Linked DNA regions of Danio rerio: region 2 is linked to region 1. Evidence: chromatin contacts called from public HiChIP or PLAC-seq data. All regions are on one chromosome and are shown on one strand. Each heading gives the region's core, a stretch centred on a gene start, on an enhancer-like site or on the middle of the called end of the contact. The rest is flanking DNA. Distances are from core to core; before and after follow the strand shown. Region 1 holds the start of kdm7ab (lysine (K)-specific demethylase 7Ab). Region 2 holds the start of cyp2x8 (cytochrome P450, family 2, subfamily X, polypeptide 8).

Evidence for each region. HiChIP or PLAC-seq counts read pairs in DNA pulled down with a chosen protein or histone mark.
Region 2: an H3K4me3 HiChIP or PLAC-seq map of embryo shows a contact between it and region 1, with 2.0 times the contacts expected there. The contact joins the promoter of cyp2x8 here to the promoter of kdm7ab in region 1.

The regions. Positions count from the first base shown.
Region 1 is chr25:18,186,466-18,189,338 of GRCz12tu, forward strand. It overlaps kdm7ab (lysine (K)-specific demethylase 7Ab), which reads left to right and starts at 1,360. Exons shown (of 22, transcript NM_001202419.1): 1 at 1,360-1,466. The coding sequence starts at 1,369.
Region 2 is chr25:18,348,996-18,351,868 of GRCz12tu, forward strand. cyp2x8 (cytochrome P450, family 2, subfamily X, polypeptide 8) reads right to left here and starts at 1,361. Exons shown (of 8, transcript NM_001002187.1): 1 at 1,181-1,361; 2 at 947-1,109. The coding sequence starts at 1,342. It overlaps cyp2x9 (cytochrome P450, family 2, subfamily X, polypeptide 9), which reads right to left. Exons shown (of 9, transcript NM_001077453.1): 9 at 2,801-2,873.

The sequences.
Region 1 (2,873 bases), core at 110-2,609:
TAAAAAATAATAAAAAATTAAACAATATTGTTGAAATGTTGTAGTTTGTAATTTTTTTTTACAATATTTTGCATGAATTTAAATGTATTATCTTTCCATTTCTAGAGATGTTCTTTGACTAAAATATTATTTTATTAAATATACCTGTTTAATAAATCTGTTTTGTTCAAATGCACCAATATATATTTTCTATATTCACTAAGAAAAGCGGAAAAAATAATTTTCAAAGTGGGCTGTACTCAGTTATACTGAGCACTGTATTGTTGCACATTTAAACAGTACATTTTAAAAGTTAAACATAACATTAGAAGAGATTATGAGTACAACAGTAAATAAAAAAATAAATAAAAAAATAAAAAAATTTGCATTTAAAAAAAGAAAACGTTAGATATTATTACTCAAAAGGTTAATTATACATTTTTAGTTTTTACAATTGTTTGTTGTAAACATTTTGTAGAAAATTCGGAATGAACCACCAACTTATCTAGCACGTTTTACGCAGCAGATGCCCTTCCAGCCGCAACCCATCTCTGGGAAACATCCACACACTCATTCACACTCATACACTATGGACAATTTAGCCTACCCAATTAACCTATACCACATGTCTTTAAACTGTGGGGGAAACCGGAGCACCCGGAGGAAACCCACGCAAACAAAGGGAAAACATGCAAACTCCACACAGAAATGCCAACTGACCCAGCCAAGTCACTTTCTTGCTGTGAGGCGACAGCACCTACTGCACCACTGTGTCGCCTGCTAATCATGTTTTTTATATATTTAGTCATTATGATTGATGTAAGTTGAGATGACTAGAATAGTTCATTTGATTCAACTAAACAAAGTAGGCAAGATTTTTTTTTACAGTGAGGGGTGCAAATTGGGCAACATTTCTATTCCTTCCGCTTATTCCATGCTCTATCAGGGGTCGCAACAGTGAAATGATACTCAGGTTACTTTTCACGGCATATATTTGATTGACACAATTGATGATTGGTCATTTTTAAAATGCATTTAAATGCAATTCTTTTACTTTGTTAGAAAAACACAACTAATAAAGTTAGGCTAACCTTTTCCCAATTAGCTTTATTTTATCTATTAATGAATTCCAGATATATTTTTCCCAAGGACTGATTCTTTTCTTTGACTGAAACACACATTCACTCTTTTTTATTATTATTATTGCCACATTATCGTCTCATTGCGTAACGATGACGTGCCTCTCGCTCCGTGTTGATGCATGGCGTCACGACATGCTCTCCTCGCCCCGCCCCTCGCGTTCCCCTCTGTGTTGTTTCCGCATAATTAGACGGAATCCCCGCCCAGCCCGAGCTCAGGCTGCCTGCGTTGTTTGGGGACAGTCCGAAGATGGCGACGGCCCAGCTGTACTGCGTCTGCCGGCAGCCGTACGACGTGAGCCGGTTTATGATAGAATGCGACATTTGTAAGGACTGGTTTCACGGCAGGTAAGAAATCTAGCGTTTTCTCCGCCGTATGATGTGAGGGAAGGCAAACAAAAACGCCCGTGTGTGGCATTTTGGGTGTCAGAAATTCGCCGTCCGCTGGTCTCGGTCTCTCGCTCGCACCGAGGCGATTTCACGCGCTGCTTTGTCAACATTTCCAAGCGTTGATAAACGTTTATTAGTAATTTCCTAACACACATGCTAGCTTTGCCTGTTTGCTAATTCGATCCCAAATGGCTTTGTTATTGTTTTGTAGTGATATTAAGTGTGTTTTTTCATTGCTTCTCCGACAGTTCAGTGTAAACGGGTTCACGCAGGGTTTCTCGGTAGCTTTGTGGCTAGGAGTTGCAGGGCATCAGCTGACATTAACCCCTTGTGTGGTTTTATGTCAGAGGTCAGTAAATATCTCTGCTTTGACTTGGTTGTTGTTGTGCACGTGAGACGTCAAGTGAAGATTTATAATGGGCATTTAAAATTTGAGTTAACGCTCTGTACTTGTCGTAAAGCTAAATATTAAAATCCTGGGATAAGAAGCTAAAAGTGTTAAAATTGTATCGCCTATGATTTTTAAACTTAAACTAAGCCGTGATCGATTTGGTGCCGAAGTATGGAGCTTGTGCACAGTTGCTTTCATCTTCGTTAAAGGGATTGTTCACTCAAAAATGGAAATTTGCTGTTTAGTTAATCAACTTCTGGCTATTCAAGCTGTAGGCACGGGTGAATTTAACCAATAAGTAAGATAAGCAGCCGCTTAGGGCCTCAGAAACTCTGGGGGTCCAGAAATAAATGCCTAGAAGTATAAATGATATCTATAACTTATATGTAGCATTGATTCTATTATATTATGAACAGTAAGGGTTTTAACTTGATTAACTTAACTTAATTATTACATCTGTGCAAATGTGTCCCCCACCTTCAATCATGGACGAGTCCAGCAGTCAATTCAGTACATATTTAGTTAAAAAAAAAATTTAGTTGTGATGTGAATTCATTTTAAGAAAACAAATAGTTTCAAAAGTTTTACATGATGCTTTATTATTATTTTGCATTTTAATACTTTCGGGGCCCCATTGATGGAATTGCTTGGGCCCCAAAATTATTAAATCCACCCCTGGATGTAGGTGACTCTTTTATTTATTTAGTAGAACATCAGAGATAATTTAAACTGACACTGGTCCTTTACAATAAAAAAAACAGCTTCTGGCACTTTTAGAGTAAAAAAAAAAGACATACAAGCAACCCGACATTATCACCTCTGTTTTCTGACTAATGTCATCTGATGTAGGCATTGAATGATAACAGTTTTCAAAATTTACAGCAGTTAAATTTTTTTTTTTTTAAATTTCTGCTATACCTTTTCCAAGGTATATGTAAGATTTTTATTTACATTTTTTTTGGTTGTATTTAAGA
Region 2 (2,873 bases), core at 111-2,610, 160 kb after region 1:
GAGATAAAAGCTGCCTGCATGTAAAAACAATACATATTAAGAAATAAAAAAATAAAAATAAAAAACTGACCGGTCCACATTTAAAAACTGGTCCGGCCCTTCTGGCATTTGCCAGATAGCTAGTCCGCCCCTGATGGGTGGTGAGGATTTTTCAATGATCCTAAAGCAATGTTTGTCAACCCTGCTCCTGTAGGACCATCAGCTCTGCACATTTTTCATATCTCCTTAACCAAACACATCTGATTCAGAGCATCAGCTCATTAGCAGAGACTTGAAAGACTAATTGGTGTGACAGACAAAGGAGACATCCCAAACATGTGTTTGTGGTCCTCCAGAAACATGGTTGGGAACACTGCTCTAAATGTTGCAAATTGAATAACACGTTCAGCCTCTGTTATTTTCAACTTCTGTCTTGTAGTTTTTACTCACAGATGTCTGCACTTCGTGGACTGAAAAAAGTAACCCGATGTACATGTCAAAAAAGGCGGAGCTTTAGAGTCACTCCTACTTATTAGATAACTACCACTAACCTAACATTTGGAAGGTGTTTACCAGCCAAGGCGAACTTTTCCAAAGAGTTCAGTTTGCTTTGGCATGCTGTTTTGAACAATGGGGGCACATAGCACAACAAGTTTATTTTGACCTAGTTTGGCCAATTTATAGAATGGACAAGGGAAACTTTTTTTCTTCACACCAGCAGATGGCGACATGTCATGAGTCATTCATTCATAATCATAATTCAAAATGTATTTAGAAATGACATGGTTAATGTAACAGTTAATCCTGCGTTAACCCTAGTGACTGTAAAAACCCCATTTGTTTCTATTTCTAAAATGCAAGTCACCCAAACAACTACTTACTACTTGCTACTTATAAAAGGAATATTACACTCATTAGATTGTGAATTTCCATTTTACTATCTAAGACAGCTTTTTTTAGGAATTACCTTTACACTCTGTGAGATGACTGATCATGAAGTCTTGAGGTCGACCTGAAAAGTCTTGAGCTTTGGTAACCAGAGCTTCCTTAATAACCGCAAAACTGTTCAGAAAAACTGCTGGCCTCGATCCAGTGTACAGGCTGAAAATGTTCCCATATTTTTCTGCAAACTTAAAGTGGAAAATTGGTTTACAATCAAGAAGAAATGTTGGAACTCAAGATAAAAAGAAGAAAGCCATACTCTTTCAAACTCCTTCAAAGGATTTGCGAGGTTGAAGTGAAGCAGATTTCCAAATATTGGAAGAGGAGAAGGTCCTGGAGGAAAATTTTTTGGCCTCTGGATCCGGATGAGGAGGAAGACGAGCAGGATGCATATTAAAACAAGAACCGAGGAACCCAACATGCTTACTAATGTCCAGCTGCGGTCCCTCTGTTTCACTCAAGCAAAGCAAGCTTGTAAACCTATTACCTCCCAGTCTCTTGGTACATTGCTATCTGCTTGCTGAACAACATTGGCCATTTTCCAAGAAAGATAAAGCGACTGGAACAAACAATCTACTCAAAAGTTCAAAACTTTTTTTTTCACCTGTATTTTGCTGGTTTGTATAATTAAACACAAATCCATTCAGTATAGAAGAAGCTGTGCCATATGCCATATGTCATAGTCGCTGGTTTGATCCTCGACTCGTTTCTGTGTGGAGTTTGCATGTTCTCCCTGTGTTTGCGTGGGTTTCCTCCGGGTGCTCCGGTTCCCCCCACAGTCCAAAGACATGCAGTACAGGTGAATTGGGTAGGCTAAATTGTCTGTAGTGTATGAATGTGTGTGTGGATGTTTCCCAGAGATGGGTTGCAGCTGTAAGGGCATCCGCTGCATAAAAATGTGCTGAATAAGTTGGTGGTTCATTCCGCTGTGGCAACCCCAGATTAATAAAAGGACTAAGCTGACAAGAAAAATAATGAATGAATGAATTTTTAGGGGTTTTATAGCTAGCAGGTTTTTTAAAACAAAAATAATGTTTATTAATTATTCTCATTGCATGGTGGCTCAGCAATTAGCACTGTTGGCTCACCATAAAAAAAAGGTCTCTGGTTTGAGTCCTGGCTCAAGCTGGAGGCCTTTCTGTGTGGAGTTTGCATGTTCTCCCCATGTTCGCACATTAGTCCAGAGACATGCAGTACAGGTGAATTGGATAAACCATAGTGAATGAATGTGTGTTTGCGCATGTCTGTGGGTTGTACGCAGTGTTAGGTTGCAGCAGGAAGGCCATCCGCTGGTAAAACATGTATTTATAATAACTGGTGGTTCATTCTACTGTGGTGATGCCTTATAAATTGGTTAATAAGCCTAAGCATAGTGAGAAATAAATGCTCAGGAAGGATGAATTAAATGTATCAAAAACAACACTCACTGGCCACTTTATTAAGTTCTTGGCATAGTGACACAGCCTACCAGAGTATGTTGCTGACCATGTCCATCCCTTTATGACCACAGTGTACTCATCTTCTGATGGCTACTTCCAGCAGGATAACGCACCATGTCATAAAGCGTGAATCATATCAGACTAGTTTCTTGAACATGAAAATGAGTTCACTGAACTGAAATGGCCTCTACAGTCACCAGATCTCAATTCAATAGAGCACCTTGGGATGTGTTGGAATGGGAGATTTGCATCATGAATGTGCAGTCGACAAATCTGCAGCAACTGCGTGATGCTATCATGTCAATATGGACCAAAATCTCAGAGGAATATTTCTAAATAATCATATTAGAATTATTTCAGATGGATCATGCAACAATGAAGACTTTATTTTCAGTTTTCTTCAGTTTGTGATAGCACAAAAAAAAACCATACCATGCATGCACACTTATCAGCTAAGCTTTTATTCAAGGCCTTTTTTCATGATACATTACAATTCTTTTTTATAATGTTTTC